Linked DNA regions of Mus musculus: regions 1, 3, 4 and 5 are each linked to region 2. The links are chromatin contacts, called in public HiChIP or PLAC-seq and capture Hi-C maps. All regions are on one chromosome and are shown on one strand. The core of a region is the stretch at or near the end of the contact, and the rest is flanking DNA. Distances in the headings are between cores, read along the strand shown.

What was found. HiChIP or PLAC-seq counts read pairs in DNA pulled down with a chosen protein or histone mark. Capture Hi-C pulls out chosen DNA fragments and counts their contacts.
Region 1: a contact with region 2 is called in an H3K27ac HiChIP or PLAC-seq map of embryonic stem cells, with 2.9 times the contacts expected there. The contact joins two enhancer-like sites. A contact is called at or near these places in 1 of 15 datasets of contacts at CTCF or cohesin (the NIH/3T3 cell line), 2 of 115 datasets of contacts at active chromatin or transcription factors (embryonic stem cells and epiblast stem cells) and 1 of 9 other capture datasets (liver).
Region 3: a capture Hi-C map of embryonic stem cells shows a contact between it and region 2, with 2.3 times the contacts expected there. The contact joins two enhancer-like sites. A contact is called at or near these places in 2 of 484 Hi-C or Micro-C datasets (cortical neurons and myocytes), 1 of 115 datasets of contacts at active chromatin or transcription factors (embryonic stem cells) and 2 of 9 other capture datasets (adipose tissue and embryonic stem cells).
Region 4: an H3K27ac HiChIP or PLAC-seq map of embryonic stem cells shows a contact between it and region 2, with 3 times the contacts expected there. The contact joins two enhancer-like sites. A contact is called at or near these places in 4 of 484 Hi-C or Micro-C datasets (cortical neurons, nephron progenitors and ventricular fibroblasts), 1 of 115 datasets of contacts at active chromatin or transcription factors (embryonic stem cells) and 3 of 9 other capture datasets (adipose tissue, embryonic stem cells and liver).
Region 5: an H3K27ac HiChIP or PLAC-seq map of embryonic stem cells shows a contact between it and region 2, with 2.2 times the contacts expected there. The contact joins the promoter of Prkci here to the enhancer-like site in region 2. A contact is called at or near these places in 5 of 39 promoter capture datasets (the C10 cell line, the HPC-7 cell line, cranial neural crest and 2 more), 1 of 15 datasets of contacts at CTCF or cohesin (the NIH/3T3 cell line), 4 of 115 datasets of contacts at active chromatin or transcription factors (bone marrow-derived macrophages, embryonic stem cells, extraembryonic endoderm stem cells and 1 more) and 2 of 9 other capture datasets (adipose tissue and liver).

The regions. Positions count from the first base shown.
Region 1 is chr3:31,015,503-31,018,912 of GRCm38.p6, forward strand. It overlaps Prkci (protein kinase C, iota), which reads left to right. Exons shown (of 18, transcript NM_008857.3): 2 at 3,048-3,169. Among named protein-coding and RNA genes, the nearest start is that of Prkci, 21 kb to the left of the region's middle. Within about 2 kb of position 1,494, at least 87 of the 459 cell types and tissues checked have an H3K27ac peak or open chromatin away from gene starts, as enhancers often do. A contact at or near this core is called in embryonic stem cells, where this site is marked.
Region 2 is chr3:30,618,879-30,622,146 of GRCm38.p6, forward strand. It overlaps Mynn (myoneurin), which reads left to right. Exons shown (of 8, transcript NM_030557.3): 8 at 1-995. Among named protein-coding and RNA genes, the nearest start is that of Mynn, 18 kb to the left of the region's middle. Within about 2 kb of position 1,468, at least 31 of the 459 cell types and tissues checked have an H3K27ac peak or open chromatin away from gene starts, as enhancers often do. A contact at or near this core is called in the HPC-7 cell line and embryonic stem cells, where this site is marked.
Region 3 is chr3:30,887,045-30,890,675 of GRCm38.p6, forward strand. Gpr160 (G protein-coupled receptor 160) reads left to right here. Exons shown (of 4, transcript NM_001134385.2): 3 at 2,898-2,997. Among named protein-coding and RNA genes, the nearest start is that of Gpr160, 33 kb to the left of the region's middle. Within about 2 kb of position 2,132, at least 5 of the 459 cell types and tissues checked have an H3K27ac peak or open chromatin away from gene starts, as enhancers often do. A contact at or near this core is called in embryonic stem cells, where this site is marked.
Region 4 is chr3:30,928,059-30,931,737 of GRCm38.p6, forward strand. It overlaps Phc3 (polyhomeotic 3), which reads right to left. Exons shown (of 15, transcript NM_001165954.1): 10 at 1,755-2,005. Among named protein-coding and RNA genes, the nearest start is that of Phc3, 40 kb to the right of the region's middle. Within about 2 kb of position 1,928, at least 38 of the 459 cell types and tissues checked have an H3K27ac peak or open chromatin away from gene starts, as enhancers often do. A contact at or near this core is called in embryonic stem cells, where this site is marked.
Region 5 is chr3:30,994,487-30,997,797 of GRCm38.p6, forward strand. Prkci (protein kinase C, iota) reads left to right here and starts at 1,285. Exons shown (of 18, transcript NM_008857.3): 1 at 1,285-1,599. The coding sequence starts at 1,499.

The DNA of each region.
Region 1 (3,410 bases), core at 244-2,743, 400 kb after region 2:
ACTTAAAGAGCATGACATTAGGTGGGAAGGATCTAGGGGAGAGGAAACATGATCCAGGTATAGTGTAAGGAGAACTTTTGTTGTTCGTGTTTCTTTGATTGAAAATAGACCCTTTAACAAGGTACTTAGATTATAGTCCGGCCCCCCCCCCCCCCGTTCTTTCCTCCTTTTATCCAGATCCATAGCCTTTCTGTCTCTCAGAAAACAGCCATCTAAGGAATAGTAATAAAATACAGTAGAATAAATCAAACAAACAAGTCAAATATGACAAAACACAGGCATCCCATCAGAACCCAAACCAGAAGCCATAACAGTATTGGCAGAGGGTCTGTAAGTGTAAACAATGAAAGCCCTGCTTAAAACCTCCAGAGCGGCTCTTGAGTTGGGTTGTATTTCCCTCTACTGTCGGGGATAGGGCCTGCCCTTGAGAGTGCTTTCCCTGTGAAAAAACTGATTTTTCCTTCACAAGCAGCTATGAGTTGGAGCTAGCTTCTGGGTTAGGGATGGGGACGGGCTCTGTTCCTTCTCTTTCAGCTCTAGGACCCATCGGGTGCAGACCCATGCAGGCCCTGTGCACGCTGCCGCAGTCTCTGGGAGCTCATGTGCGTGCCAGCCCTGTTGTGTCTAGGTCTTGATTTCTTGATGCCCCCCACTCCCTCTGGCTCTTACACTCTTGCTGTCTCCTCTTCCTCGGTTCCCTGAGTTCTCAGGGCAGGGATTGGACGGAGGCATCTCATTTAGGGCTGAGTTCCAAAGACTCCCTCAGTGCCTAATGCCTGGCTGTGGCACTCTGTACTTGTTCTGTCTGGTGCCGGAGGAAGCTTCTCTGATGATGACTGAGCAGAGCACAGATTTAGGAGGAGTTGAGGGAGGGGAAAACATGATCAAAATATATATAAAATATTTAAGTAAAAATAGTGTCTTGTGTTTTGTTAATAAAGACGGGAGAGTAAGTGTTTAGACTACTAGCTGGATTGCCAAGAAGCAAGCACATTGTTAGGGAAGCCATGGCGAGAGGCGTGCGTGTGACCGTCCCTGAAGAGGCAATCCAGTTTCTCTGTCCTCTTGGCTATCTGCTTACCTTCTGTAGCTCCTGAAGACTACAGGCAGCTGTCGCTTCTTTGGCAGAGAGCACGTGGCAGCTCTGCGGTTCCTTGGAGGCATCAGTAGGCCTCAACTGCCCAAGTCTGTTTTTCACGTTTCCTTTCTGTCGTCATTTCCTCCCTTTCACCAGTGAACAGGCATCTATTGTGTGAGTGAGAGAGAGTTCCTGGAAAGAGCAGTACCTTCCACCACACCTTCTGCAAGCCTGTTAATTATTGGTGACCCTCAGTGATAGTGGAGAGGTTGGAACACTGCAGGTGCAGAGCCCAATAGTTTATTTGGAACTCTTTTTAGAAGCTCCCTAAGCAGCCATTCCTTGCCCATCTCTGTATCTGACCTCACGTCCTGTGTCTAGCAAGTGAAACATTTGGAATTTATTAGCTTGACTGACCACTAACTTTGATCATCCAGAAGGCTAAGAATGTGCTCAGCTGGAATCTGAAGCCAAGAGAAGGGGGTGGCCCGTTTTGTTGTAAGCTGCCTCTGTGATGGTCCTCTGGTGTATTTGAAAAGTGCATTTGATTGAAGACTTTCTTTCTTCTGTTACTAAGAGAATTTCACGAAAATGTTACCGTGTTGAAACATGGAATTTGGGGTAGCTTGAATCTGTGACCCCTGGTCATGGCACTCACATTTAGCTCCAGATAAGGATCTCTTACGAATTTTGAGGTGAGAGCTGTGTTTTGACAGTAAAGTATTATTCTGTGCTAGGAACTGCATTGACCTCTAGGAGTATAATGGGGAAAAAAACAACAACAACAACAACAACAAAACAAAAAACCACATCTCTGCCTTCACTTCACCAAGTTTCATTGTGTTCCATTTGGGACAGGGGGTAATACAAGCACACGTTTGTGTGCCATTGGAGAAGTAGGCCTGGCAGGTAGCCAGGGACAGCTCCTGAGGGGCCTGTAGACCCCGATGTTCAAATCTTCTTCCCAGTCGCTGAGATCAAATCCTCCAATAAAAGCAGCCTAGGGGAGAAGGGGCTTATGTTAGCTCCACTCCATTGCAGAGGGGTCAGGTTAAGGGTGGACCTTCCAACCTCAGTTTCTTCCACCTCAATTAACTTAAAGACAATACCACACAGGCATGTCCCCAGACCAACCTAAGCTAGACCTCACTCTGCACTCTTTCCTGGTGATTCTGGACGTTATCACATCCACAGAAAAGCTAACCCTCCCACCTGCCTAGGGACATTAACATTTACTCTGTATGATAGAGCCGTGTGGGTTACTGCAGGAAGCGAATAAATTATGTTGATTTTATCAATGGCTTACAGAGAGTCCAGCTCCTCCAGTGCTGAGTAGAAGTGGCTCCTGTGTAGAGGTCCCAGGGCTGCTTAGCTGCAACGCCAGGCATCTGCTGGACAACAGCACAAGGCACACTGGATCTGCTCATCTAATGGAAGGAAAGGAAGTGTGCATTCATAGATATTATTCACTATTTTATATTCCTTATTGTCACTTTCAATAATAAAAATATGTTCCTGTGTTTGGGGAGGGAAATTTATACTAAAGGAAGCTACTTTAAATCAATTTTTGGAAACTATCTTTGGGGGAAAGCTGGAAATGAGAGAAGAGATGTACAACTCGTGCTCTACAGATTGATGCTGGGTTATTTGTGAAGTTAAGGGAGCCAGGGTAGCAGAAGCACGGGTCTTCATGGGGTGCGGGACCTGGGGAAAGCATTGAAACAGATTTTCCGTGAGTACAGGGCTAGTGCTTGTAGAGAGTGGATGTGGGGTTGCAAGGCCTCCCGCAGGAGATGGAGCAATGAGGGTGGCTTCCTCAGTGAGAGGACATGGAGGTTCATGGGTCCAGCTTATTTCATCAACATTTTAATGTTTCATGCAGCACAGAATGACCAACTAGTCTGTCGCATAGGCGTTGAGTCACACGGAGCTCAGTATGGTTTTAAACATAAAAGTCTTTCTTTTTCAGGGATATTATGATAACACACTTTGAGCCTTCCATCTCCTTTGAGGGACTTTGCAGTGAGGTTCGAGATATGTGTTCTTTTGACAATGAGCAGCCGTTCACCATGAAATGGATAGATGAGGAAGGTGAGTAACGGGGCGGGCGGGCGGGCGGGGTGGGAGCGGGCGGGTGCTCTGTGAGCTTGTGCTTTAAGATAAAACTGGGCTTCCAGGAAATTCAGGAAACTCAAGCAGGAAGGGTAAATCAGAAACTTAATGCCATGCACATAGATTAAGATAGAAGATTTAAATCAAAGCATACAATCTTTGTTTTTTGCCTCTTCAAAATGAAGCAAAAGTAGTCCTCCCCGCCCCTGGCAGTTAAGGT
Region 2 (3,268 bases), core at 218-2,717:
CTCAATCCCCAACTTGCTAACTAGCATCTGAAAGCTTCTAAATTGTTACTTTCAGCATTATTTCATATAAGTGGAATCTGAAGTAGGTCAGATTGTTTTTTTTTTTAATTTGTATTACTTGCGTATCTAAAATTATTTTAGATTGATACTGGTTTAGTCATTTGCTCTTGCAGAGTTATTTGTGACGAAAGCTCAGAGACTGAATGTTATTCTTTTAATGCTATGCTGTTACTACTCACTCTAACGTGCGTGCACTTTATGAGAATCTGGGAGTCATTCTAACACAGAGAATCCCTGCGGTAAGTTCTTTACCTACTCTGTTATGATGCAGTGTTTTAGCAAAGCTTCTTAATTATTTAAGTGTTATAGCAGGTGTTCAAACTTTCTTTAAAATGCTGAATATCTTAGAAAGTATTTTCTAATTTTGTATTATTATTTTACTTTAGAGCTTTTTTAAAGAGGGAATTGTAATTATATATTAAATAAAATTTGCTGTTAAATAGTATTCATGTTAAATTCCATAGGATCATTTCAGTGGACAATTTTAAAAGCTTCTTCAAGATTGAAGGTCTGTCAGTTCTTTGAAAAAGTAGTTTATCATTTCTCTACATTTTAATCTTACAGAAATGGCACATGTCAAAGCAGTTAAAGTAGGTAATTAACTCTCTACACTAATTTTAAAAATATCCTAGGCTAATTGTTGTACTGTCTTTACTTCTGTCAGATTGGAGTTTAATAAGAGTACCCATGCCCACTCCAGTTTGCTGTGCTGAATCAGATGTGCTGGGGCAGATATTTGATAGAGAAGCCTCGTAGCTGATTTCAGCATGGACCAAACACTGAGAGCTGCCTCCCAAGCACTGCTTGGTGCTCTGTCTTTGAGAAGCACTTGAAATGACGTTCTGGAATATATATATATATATTATCATTTACCTGGAGATTTTTAATCTGTTATTGAATTAAAAATACCACCAAATAAAAAGATGAATTCTGCATTTTCACTCACTATTTTGACTAACAATGAGATGGAGATATTAGGACATTGATTTCTTTGTTTCTTTTCTACTTGAGGCAGGTTTTATTATGTATCACTCTGTTCAGATTGGATTTATTAAATAGCCTAAGTGTGGAGTTCACAGTAATCGTGCTGCCTCAGACTCCTGCGTCCTGGCTTATAGCTGTGTACCACTCTCTACAGTAATCCCTCGAGACATGATGTAGTCTTCTTTTGCCTTCTTCAACCCCTGCCTCTGCTTATTGACAAAAGATTTGCTGTGTTTAAGGATTTATCATATAAACATAGTGCCTGCCAGGAAATGTACAAAGATAATTCTGTCCACTTGAAGAAAGGCGAGAAAGCCGAGATCAGTAGCTGTAAAATAAGCAGAAATGCTGGGTGGTGGCTCACAGGAAGTTCAAAAAGGAAGTGTGAGCAGTCGAGTAGTGGAGAGAGAAAGGGCCATTCATCGTTCACCTGGGTAGACAAAGAAAGTGACTGAGGGAAGTTACATGTGGCTGACTGAAGAGGAGCTAGGCAGAATGCAGAAAGTATCTAAAGAGAAAGAATGAGGTAACAGTCAGAAATGTGTAACCCAGCAGCCACGCTGACTTGCATGCACAGCCTGAATTCGCTGGGCCGCATTTATAGCCCGTGTGGTCACGTCCTACCGTAGTTGATGGCGGAAAGGCAGAAATTAGACTCCCAGGTTTGTAACGTGATTCCATACAGGTGACCTCAGGTGACTTACTTCAGAAAAGCAGTTCTTAGACTGCTGGGTCATATTCTCAAGAATTTGAGCTGTGGAATGCTGCAGTGTTAAGTAAGGTGTAAATGAAAAGGTCCTGCGGAATTGGCCAGAAAGTCAGTGAGAAAAGTCAAGAGTACTGGAGAAAGCTGGTGTTTTAAGAAAGGATTGCGTCTTAGACCAGTAAATTTGAAGACAAGGGGACACAGTTTCATACAATAGTATGGAAATGAGCCTGTGGAGGTCAGCCTTGTCAGGGCTTTATCTATCTTTGCATACATTGTATTCTGGTCAAGATTTTCCGGTCCCCCAGCTCCTCCCAGATCCTCTACACCTCCCCACCCATAGCCAACTCTGACCCTTTCTCTCTTTAAAAAACAAACAGGCAAACAAACGATTCTGTTCTTTCTGTGTTGGCCATAGGGCACGAGGCCTATCCTGAAGTGTGGCGAATATATCGAGCTATACTCCACTGGAAAAACTAATTTTTTCCTTCACAAGTAGATGTGGATAGCAGATTGCTTCTTGGTGAGGGGTGGGAGTCTAGATCTCTTTCCCTCTGTCCCCACCGGGACCCTGTCTGACTTTAACTTATGCAAGCTCTGGGTGTGCTACCACAGCCTTAGAATTCTTATGTGCCTCAGTCCTATTGTGTCTGGAGGATACTATTCCCTTGGAGTCCTCCATCCCCTCTGGCTCTTACAATCTTTCTGTCCTCTTCTACTTGGCTCTCCGAGCCTTAACAGGTGGGCTTGATGAAGACATCCCATTTAGGACTGTGGTCCAAAATCCCATTGTCCAGTTGTGGGTCTCTGTGTTAGTTTGCAGCTTCTTCAAGAAGCAGCTTCTCTGATTATGGCTGAGTGATATAAGATGCACTGATATATGGGGTGGTAGTAGAATGTTATTAGAAAGCATTTTATTGCTATGTTTCTTTAACAGAAACATATAATTTGGGTTTACCTTGGGCCCGTGGCCTGTCTAGTCTCAAGTTGTGTCAGGAATGAATTCCATCTTATGAAGTGGGTCTTAACTCAGTGGTTCACAGCTTTACCAATGCTATGATCCTTTAGTACAGTTCCTCACGTTGTAGTGACCCCCAATTATACAATTATTTTGTTGCTACTTCATTCAATTTTGCTACTGTTATGAATTATAGTCTGTGGTTTTTGATGGTCTTAGGCAACCCCTGTGAAAGGGTCATTTGACCCCAAAGAAGTTGCAGCTCACAAGATGAGAACTGTCTTAAATTCAGTCAGAGTAATTGGTTTCTCCTCACTCTGTGCCACAATTGCACTACCATACTGTGCAGGCAGGCTACTGCTGGAGATCAAAGGTTTTGCCTGTATTGGTCACCTTTCTCCTCAAGTATTGTGCAGAGTACCTTAAAACCTCTAGTCAGGTACCAGCTAGGCTTGTGTTCCAGGAGATCTGTGTTGTCTTCACCAATAAGGTCTTGCCATCCGTTTGTGGAAAGCAATCAATAGTCTTTGGCAATAGCTTGAATTGTTTGAGGGTCTCCA
Region 3 (3,631 bases), core at 882-3,381, 270 kb after region 2:
ATTTCTTTTTATGTGTATGAATGTTTTTCCTTGTATTGCTTGTGTGCACCACAGCTGTGCCTAGTGCGTGCTGAGGCTGGAAGAGGGCATTGGATCCCTTGGGGCTAGAGTTACAGAAGGCCACCACCCATGAGCCACCACGTGGGTGCTGGGAAACAAATCCAGGACCTCTGCAAAAGCAGCAAGCGCTCTGATCTGCCAGGCCATCTCCCAGCCAGAGGTTGATTTCTTTAATGGAGATATTTAACATTGTTTTGTGCATGAAATTTGGTAGCATCCATAAACTATTTCATCACAAATGTTTAAATTATAGGAAAAATAGTTCCCAATAGTCCTTAATTACCTTTTAACCGTTATAGACTCATCAGTACAGTCCTGTCTTTCCTAATACTTATACCATCTTCCTTACATTGTTCAGTTTCTCATTGTTACTGCCACCCTCCCACCAAAACAGCCAGTGTGCCTCCTTAATTGTTCTGTTTGGTTTGCCAGCAGCCCATGCTGTATAGTCTTACTGGCTCCACTTCCTAAGCATCACGCGTGCTCCTGTGCATCACTGTAACCTGTCCCCTCCTGCCGAGCATCACTTGTGCCCTGGCTCCTGAGTGTCAAGTGTGATTCACAGTGCTCTGGCTCCACCTCCTGAGTGTCACCTGTGAGCCACTGAGCCCAGCTCTGTTGCTGGTTCTTATTCTGCTCTTTATTATGTCCTTCCTTCAACCTCTTTTAGGTCTAAGTCACTCCCTTTTCTTGGAGTTTAAATTTCCATCACTGAATTGAGATATTCTTTTCCTATATGAACAATTATATTCAAGTCAGAAGAAAACCTAAAATGTTCCAGAATCCCAAAATTAAAACCAAATAATAATTTTAACCAATTTCCGTAGATTTCTATTGTTGCTTCCCACGGTTATGGTTTCTTCTGCAGCGTTTCTGGTGCGAAGTAAAACATGTGAGGTTAAAACATTTCAAAGGACACAGAGAATACTGAGGAACTGTACTAGTCAGGATGGGCTGGCTCTACTGGGTCATCCCTGAACCCCAGTGGCTTAATGCAGCAAAGATTTGCTCATACCATGCGTCAATTCTGCCTCCTCAATGTCTGTGCTCAAGCCACTCAGGGACCCGTGTTGACAGAGCAGCCATCGTCAAGTGTATCCTATAGCATGTGTTGTAGGGAAGAGAACACCGAAGAGCATCTCCACATGGTAACCTAACAGCAGGAGTCAAGGATCTAGTATTAGTGTGTGTGTGTGTGTGTGTGTGTGTGTGTGTGTGTGTGTGTGTGTTCATACATAAGGTGTCTAATGTGTATGTATGTGTGGGAGGATATGTATATGTAGGTGTGTTTGTGGTGATTGTGTGTATGTATATGGGATGTATATGTGCATGTATGGTGTGTGTGTGTATGTACACATGTGTGTATTGTAGGGTAATCTGAGGAAATGATATTGGTATCAACGAGCAATGTGGGCTATTGAAAGACTAAATAAAATGGGTAATTTTCGTTGTGTGTATTTCTGGAATTTCAGTTTTGTACCTTATCAGTTATTTATAACAAGTTTCAAACACTATTTGTCTATCGTACAAGGACTTCATCTTACAAGGGTTTCCAAAACAAACAGCATGTTTTGGAAGACAGGTTGTCTTAACCAACAGCTAACGTCAGTCTCCCACAGGTAATAGCAGAGACAGAATTCCTCACATTTGGATTGTGCCTGTGTTGAAAGGCTCTTTCATGTATAGCTAGGGCCCCTTCATCTCCACTTGTGATTTGGGCCATAATTATGTGCTGCTATATGTTTAGAATTGATCTTAGGACTAAAGCTATGTGCAGTCTTGACAAGGCTTAGTATCATGTTCTGTAGTATTATTTAATCAACTCCAGTGCAGGGTTGCTTCACACCTCAATGGTTTTTGTTCCTAAGTGAAAGGCACACACAGCCTTTATATTTAATATGCCTTAAGCAGCACACTAGCTGGGCGACTGCCTAGCCTCCATGCTGCTAGAGTCTCAAGGCCAGGAACCCTAAACCCTGCCTCTCTCTCCTCCCCAGCTATTGGCTGCTGGCATCTTTATCTATCAAGCAGAACCAACTTGGGGCAGGCTCCCAGAAGCTATGGGCAGACCCTCTCCTGCAAACTAATTTGGGGGACACAAATTAGCATTAGAATACTGGCAGCTCCATTGTTCTTCACAGGCTCTTTCCATGACAAACAGTGGTCCTACTGACTCATTTCCTGCACTTGAAGTTACCCCTTTTACTCTCTAAGTCTTAATGAATGTACAGAAAAGTTTCCAGAAGCTTTGTGGTAGGTGTTATATCTAGGCAGAGTAAATGCAGATAAAAGTTTAGCTGTCTGATAATAAGCTAGACAGCAAAGTACCTGTGAAACACTGTAAATTTGCTCAATTTCTTGTGTTTGGGGAAATACAGTGATTTTTACTTAAAATATTATTTAGCACACAAGTATCAGGGGATTAAACCAAATAGAACTACAGGTTTAGACACTGGGAAGGTGTTTCCAACTCTTCATCGTCTCCGGTGGTGGACTGTCATTAGCACAGTCCTCCTCGATGCTTCTCAGAGAATCTGAGATGGTAAGTCGTTGGGTTGGCTCTGGTCCCAAAGGCTTGTTTTCTTTGCAGGGACGCATACGTAGGTGCTGTTTTCTTTTCTTTTCTTTTTTTTAAATTTTTTTATTAGGTATTTTCCTCAATTACATTTCCAATGCTATCCCCAAAGTCCCCCATACCCACCCCCGACTCCCCTACCCACCCACTCCCCCTTTTTGGCCCTGGCGTTCCCCTGTACTGGGGCATATAAAGTTTGCAAGTCCAGTGGGTCTCTCTTTCCAGCTGTTTTCTAAATGGCAACCCTCGCTTCCTTTCACAGAGGTCACACACTCGTCTTGGTGTAGTAAAGCGACACTCGAGGATCTGACAGTGATGCCACTGAAGGCTGTAAAATGAAAATAAGCTCAAGTCAAGAGAGAGTAAGTATAACTAGCCGTTAAGACAAAGATGGCCAGTGTGGTGGCGCACACCTTTAATCACAGCACTCAGGAGTCAGAGGCAGCTGAATCTCTGAGTTCTGGGACAACCAGGGCTACATGGTGAGACCCTGTCTCAAAAATAACAACAAGATATAGATAAGAAAGCACAGAACGGGTCTGTCCATGCTCCCACGTTGGACCAGATCTCAAAGCAAATGTCAAAGAGATGAGTGTCTATAAAGGCCTTTCATGGTGTGCTGTTGCACCTGAGACACATGGATACAGCTAAGGATATTATTATTATTATTATTATTATTATTATTATTATTATTATCATTATTATTATTATCATTTACATGTCTGAATCTCTGCAGATCTGGACAGGTAGATTATGATTTCACCTCGGCTGGGAGCCTATTTAAAGGAGAATATATTGGAATTTTGAATACTTATCGTGGATTGTGGGAGAAGGGGCTACATATATAAAGTCCTCTAAGAAATGTCTCATCTTAGAAGTCCTGATTTCTATAGCCATATTCAGGAACCACTATAAGATGACCCCAAATCTCATTTCTTGTATGGTCTCTCTAACTGCTCTTCCTGCCTCCAGTTGCGTATCTTCCCTGGGTCTGCA
Region 4 (3,679 bases), core at 678-3,177, 310 kb after region 2:
CTGGTGAAAACTCCCTTGCTCAACCTCTCATATCAAAATGTGATTGGACAATACTTCAGCCCACCCTGCTCCCCCTTGCTTTATTAACGCGTCATGCTTTAATCCTTTAAGTATGCTGTGCAGCACTTCTACAGGTCGTAGTTTAGCTCCTGAGTCTGTTCTGTGGCCAATTTTTTGTCAACTTCATTGAGCTTGCATTTGAGTTATGTTGGGTTTATGTTGGATTAAAGCAAACCCCACACACTACAGAACTAGAAAATTTCACCCTGAGTAACCTAGACCCAGAGAGATAAACATGGTATGTACCATAAGTGGACATTAGCTGTAAAATAAAGGATAATCATGCTATAATGCAACAACCCAGGGAGGTTAAATACCAAGGAACGAGTAGCACATACACCTAGGACAGAACCAAACAAGTCTGGGAAAAAAGAATGTCAATAAAATGATCCCTAATAATAGTCCTAGGAAAAAGGAGGCTAGCATGCTTCATCCAGCAACTGACGGAAACAGGAAACTGACGGAAACCCACAGCCAAATGTTAGGTGGGAGCTCAGAAGTCTGTGGAAGAGAGGGATGAAGGATTGCAGGACCCAGAGGGGTCAAAACACACACACACACACACACACACACACAATCAACTAACCTGGTCCCATAAGTGTTCACAGAGACTGAACTGACTCAAGGAGCTTACGGGTCTGACCTAGGTCCTCTGCATGTGTTAGTTGTGTAGCCTGGTCTTCTTGTGGGACTCCTAACAGTGGGAGCAGGGGCTGTCTTTGACTCTTTTGCCAGTTTTTGGAACTCTTTTCCTCCTGCTGGATTACCTAGTCTAGTCTTTTTTATTTTTTTAAGGTTTATTTATTATTATATCTATGTACACTGTAGCTGTCTTCAGATGCACCAGAAGAGGGTGTTAGATCTCATTACAGATGGTTGTGAGCTACCATATGGCTGCTGGGATTTGAACTCAGGACCTTCAGAAGAGCAGTCGGTGCTTTTAACCACTGAGCCATCTCTCCAGCCCCCTAGTCTAGTCTTTATACAAGGTGATGTGCTCAGTTTTACTGCAATTTGATATGCTACGTTTGTTTGATATCCCTGGGAGGACTGGCTGCTCTTTTCTGAAGGGAAACAGAGGAGTGGATAGAGGTGGAGGACTGGGAGGAGAAGAGTTGGGGAAACTGTGGTCAGGATGTAAAATAGGAAAGAAAAATAAACAAACAAACAAACAAGTAGAAGAAAAAGTGAAGCTGTAATTGATATTACAATGGTGACAATCAGTAATAGCTATGGCTAGTAAATCTAGATACATTAACATATTTAATTCTGACACATCATAAAAGCATCCCCATCAGACAGGCAAGCAGAGTTAAGATCAGAAACGGCTAGTACAAAATGTCTCAGGCCAAGCAGAGGTGGTACACATCTTTAAACACAGCACTCAGGAGGCAGAGGCAGGTGGATCTCTATAAGTTAAAATCCATCCTGGTCTACAGAGAAAGTTCTAGGACATCCAGGGCCACACAGAGAAACCCTGTCATGAAAAACCAAAGGGGGTGAAAAAGTCTCAGAACCTGTACAGAGAAATACATTAAAAGATTAGACAGCTAAAATTCTACATTTAAAAACAAGTCCATCTTTAAACTTAAAATTACAAGCATTTTCTTAGAGAACAATAGTAGAACATTGTTTTAAGACAGTGTTGTGTAACTAAAAATAATTTTAAAAACACAAATAAGCTTCTGACTTACAGGAAACGGCTCCAGCCCCTCCTGAATCACAAAGCCTTCTATAACGTGGGTCAAAATCTGTGGTTTCACAATAGCCTGTGGAGGCTTGTTTTCCAGGCTGGGAGTGCTGCTGGCCAGAGAAGTGCTGCTGCTCCTGGTGGAGGCAGCAGGGATTAAGAGGGGAGGTGCAGGAGCAGAGGCATGGGTGGGGTCTGATGGAGACTTGATCACGGAAGCACTGACTGAGGCCACAGCAGGCAACTCCACTTGCTCTGAAAGAAAGGGGATTTCCTGGTTAGCCATGTGCCCTACAGAGATGAAAGGGCTTAGGAGTGAGCACATCTACTGCTCTCCAAGAACATCGCACTGCTGTCTCATTCAATCCATACAACATCCCCACTCTATAGACTACACTAATATGCTCAAAATTAGCACCTAATATTTTATTCTTATTTTCCCCATAGAACCTGCAAATGCCCTAAATATCATCTCAAGAAAAACTACAAAAGTTGTCAATTGAGTTTCTATCTGCTTTTAAGCTACATAGATAATAAATATCTTACTTTCCTGTCTATTCCACATGATTCAGATGGCTATATATTCACTTAAAAAATTCAAAAGGACCCCCAAGTCCATAGAAGTAGGAACTTCAGTGATTTGGGCAGGTTACGGCTGCAGCCTCAGAGCAGGGGCTCTTGTGAATCCTCTCAGAAGCTGCTGCTTTCAGCTCCTGTGTTGTGAATCCTCTCAGAGGCTGCTGCTTTCAGCTCCTGTGTTGTGAATCCTCTCAGAGGCTGCTGCTTTCAGCTCCTGTGTTGTGAATCCTCTCAGAGGCTGCTGCTTTCAGCTCCTGTGTTGCTGTGTGTTGACTAGGGAAACGCTGCATGAGCACATAGCAGGCCCAAGTAGACTTGGCTGAAAATGTCTATTGAGAAGGAGTCACTACTCACAGTAGCATCCACCCTTGACTGTAGCGCTAACGCAGAGAGGTGGAACAGCTAATATGTAGGCTTTTAGTGAGAGCAGAACTCGGAAGAAAGAAGGCATGCGTACAAAAGTCACTTGCCGACCACTGGTGTCATGGCCAGTGCTTTCATGTTGCACCTCACTTAATGCTGAGATTAGAGGCACTGCCATCATGCCTGGGGCTTTCTATATGGTGCTAGGGACTGAAACCAAGGCTCTGTGCATGCTCAGCAAGTACTCAGCCCCTAACATAATCTCCTGCTAGTCTGATTTATACTGTGTGTGTGTGTGTGTGTGTGTGTGTGTGTGTGTGTGTGTGTGTGTGTGTGTGTATACAAGCACATACATGAAAGCATGTGTGAAGGTCAGAGGACAACCCTGGATGTGGATCTCTGATTCTACTTATTTTTAGACAGAGTGTTTTTGTTATTTGCTGATATACACATGAGGCTACCTGGCCCTCCCTCGAGTTTCTGGATATTCTCCTGTCTCCTCTAACTATGGGAACACTGGGATTATAGGTATGTGCTGCTGTGCCTAGCTTTATGTGGACTCTGGGGATTTGAACTCAGGTCCTCATACTTGAGCAACAAGTGCTTTACACACTGGGCCATCTCCCCAGTCTCTTATTCTAATTTTTAAATAAGAAATAGCTAAAACAGGAATGTGAGTTGGCACATGAAACACATCTGTATTAGCCAATAATAATTATAATGCTTGAAACATCACGTTTTCTTTGGGTGGTAGTAAAGGTTTTATAAACCAATAACTTTACACTGCTGTTAAAGAATTTTCCAAGAAAACAAGAATTTTTATTTTTTAATAAGACAATATTCTTCATACATTTTAAATTTTTAAATATAATCTATCTTTTGCTATAGTTAACAACAGTAATGGTTAGTTTAATGCTATCTCTAATGGAAAAAAATTTTATTACTGACATCTATCAAATAGAATCCTCTGTACTTTGTATTTCCTCA
Region 5 (3,311 bases), core at 35-2,534, 380 kb after region 2:
AACGTGATGATGCAGCCTCTAATTGTTAAAAAAAAAAAAGTTATTTAGTGGAAATTTTCATATACTCCAAATTTGTGGACGTTGGATGAAGCTAGTACCAAGCTAAGTGTCACACATAGTAGCTCTGATAAAGCAAGCAACCAAATCTAATGTATGATTATAAAGAAAGCTGCTGGGTAGTGGTGACACATGCCCTTAATAGGACCCAGGAGGCACTAGCAGGCGAATCTCTGAGTTTGAGTCTAGCCTGACAGAATGAGTTCAAGGACAGCTACAGAGAGAAAACCTCTTACCAACCAAAAACAAACAAACAATAACAAAAAGAAAGCCATATCTTTGCTTATTTCAACAATTTGCACATGTTGCTATCTGAGCTGACCTGGTGGCTAGATTCAAGCTACCTTAAGGGTAGAGTAAGTGATACAGGCAAGATCTGAGGAAGTCCGAAAGTAAGTTACACGGACAGATTTTTTTTTCTAATTCTCGACCAGACTAGTGTAAGTAAAATAAATGCTAATGAACTGACACACTAGTTAAGTATTCACTGGGCACTTTCTTCTATAGAATGGCAATATTCACGGGTTGAGGGCCTTGAAGAAGTCTCTCTCCTGTGGTATCTCCCAATTGAGTTTCTTCTTTCGTTGCATTCACTAATGCTTTTGCTACCTACATTATTAAATTCTCCCCGAAAAGGATTTGCTGAGCAGGTAATCAAATCTTGTTCCCCCAAAAGGGAACTGTTTAATTTCAATGATCAATGAAATTGACATGGAGAATTTAATTGGAAGGAGATTCTACATCTTGACGAAGCCATCTTTCCAGTGCCCTCAGATACTCAAGCGGTTTTCAGGACTTCCATGCCTACAACTCCCGGGAAGCACAAGATCGAAAACGCGGCACTCTACACTTAAGGAACAAGTCCCAGAATCCCACCGGGACTCCAAATCCCAGAATCCCGCGCAGCAAATACATTCCGGAAGCGTGGCGGGCTAGCTGGGACGAGACTAAATAGAAGAAATAGGGGAAGCAACCTTGAGCGTGGGTGCTCTGTAGGTTGTTTTGTAGAAATCCTTCCATTTAAAGGCGTGGTTTACAATTACTTATATTAATATCCAAGTATATTCCCATTTCAGAGCGTCTGTTAGTAGGCTGGTGGGTTCTGTTCCCTCTGCTAGCCTCTTCTCCCCCCCGTGAGGATGAGAGCGCCGGGGCTCCGCGACTCCTGAGCCCGCCCTGCCGCGGAATGCGGCCTTGGGAGCGAGCGTGGTGGGAGGAGCCGCGGCGGGAGGCGTGTTGTGCCGGGCGGAGGGAGGAGCGCTGGGGCTCGGGCTTGGCGGCGAAGCGACCCCTTGCTCGCTCCGCGCCGCGGGCTAGGCGTGTTGGTCGGCGAGGCGGGCGGCCACGGCTTCCCGACAGGCTCGGGAGGCCGAGACCCTCGCGGCGCCCGGCGCTGCCCCGGCCCCCTCGGCCTCCTGCGGCGAGGCGGGGGAGTGAGGAGATGCCGACCCAGAGGGACAGCAGCACCATGTCCCACACGGTCGCGTGCGGCGGCGGCGGGGACCATTCCCACCAGGTCCGGGTGAAAGCCTACTACCGCGGGTGAGTGTTGGCGGTCAGGGACCCGAGCGATCGTGGGGGCGGCGAGAGGTGCGGTTGGTGGCACCCTGGACGTATGAGTGTAGGTCGCCAGGAGTCGGCGGAGGAGAGTGGGCGCAACCGGAGGGGAGGACAAATCAGCTGACGGAGAAATTTGCAACTGTTTCGGGACTGGGTGGATTGAAGATTTCGAGGGAAGCCTCTGTTCACTCACTACTGTGGGCACGCAAGCCTGGACTGCTTCGTTAGGTGGCTCCTTTCATTGCAGACAGGCCTGAAGCCTCCGTCTTATAAATCAGGTTTACATCTATCCTTCGCCGTGGGAGAGTTCATGAAATAAGTCTGGACTATGGTCAGAGAGCCGCTATAGGTGTTAGAGTTAGTACCAAAGTCGATACTTTTTAATAGGATGTGCACTGGATCCTGGGTGGTCAGAATTAAGGTGCAAATGTGCTGACCCACATTTTGGAAGTTAGGGTGAGCTATCGAAAGGTGAGAAGCCAAGGCTTTAAATTCTAGAAACGATCTTTACCCCACTTGATTACCAAACGTTTAAACTAATGTCTCTGCCAAAAGTAATCCAGTTCTGAGCATAGCCCAAATCATTTTCTATCGTGACTTATCATAAAGTTCTTCCTCTCCTTTGACTTCAGTGTGTGGTTTGAGATAATTTAGGATCTCTGCTGAGGTGAAAGGCCAGCGTGAGCATAAAGACTGGAGAGCAGGGATTAACAGAAGACCTCTCTGCTTGTCTAGGCAGAAATAAATTGCTTTTAAAAGCTTCAAGTGCTACAAGGTTAAAAGAGCTGTGCGTGCTTTCACATTCCTGAGGGGATCAGTGAAGATAGCAGACCTTCCCGGTTCTTTCTTGTTTTCCTTTCAAGAGAACTGAAGCTGCACATGTCTTAATGTGTACATGTAAGGCCTTAGATTTGTGTGTTATCTTCCAGCCTCTGACATTGACTGATTTGGGACTAATTCGTAGAATTTGCAGTAGACAATGTTCTTTTCACTTAAAACAGAGAAAATGAGGTTAAAATAGTCTCCGCAAACGCACTAATTTTTTTTTTTTTTGAAATTTTTAAAAAGTTGGTAGTTGTCATAATAATTGCTTTAGGCATTTTGGTTCATGGTCAGCCATGAACAAACTTTGCAAGATTGGAAGAGCCACAGCCCATCCTTCCGAGGACAAACACACAACTTTCTGATAATTTGAGAGACATTTGTTTTAGAGCAGTGGTTCTCAATGCTGCAACTGTTTAATACTCTTCCTCATGTTGTGGTGACCCCAATTTATTTTGCTACTACCTGTAACTGTAATTTTTCTACTGTTATGAATGTAACATGAATATCTGTGTTTTCGGATGCTCTTAGACCCCTCCCAAAGGGATCTAGATCTACGGATTGAGAAACGTTGCTTTTGAGTAGGTTCCACTTATAAAGTTAGCAGCCTGTGGCGTATTAGGTGTAGAGGAGGAAATGCCGTGGATTCTAAAGAAGCTGTCTAGTTGACAGGTTTACAGACGAGAGTTCAGTGTAAATGCGTGTGCTTGGTAAGAGAGTGCATATTGTGTACATGTGTCAGTAGCACTGTGGCTTTTCACCCTCCAGTCTCCAAAGGCTCTGTTGTGGGTAACTTCTTCTGCAGCTTGCATTTACTGTTTTAAAGGTTGTACTTATGGAGCTGGAGAGAGGGCTCAGCCATGAAGAACACT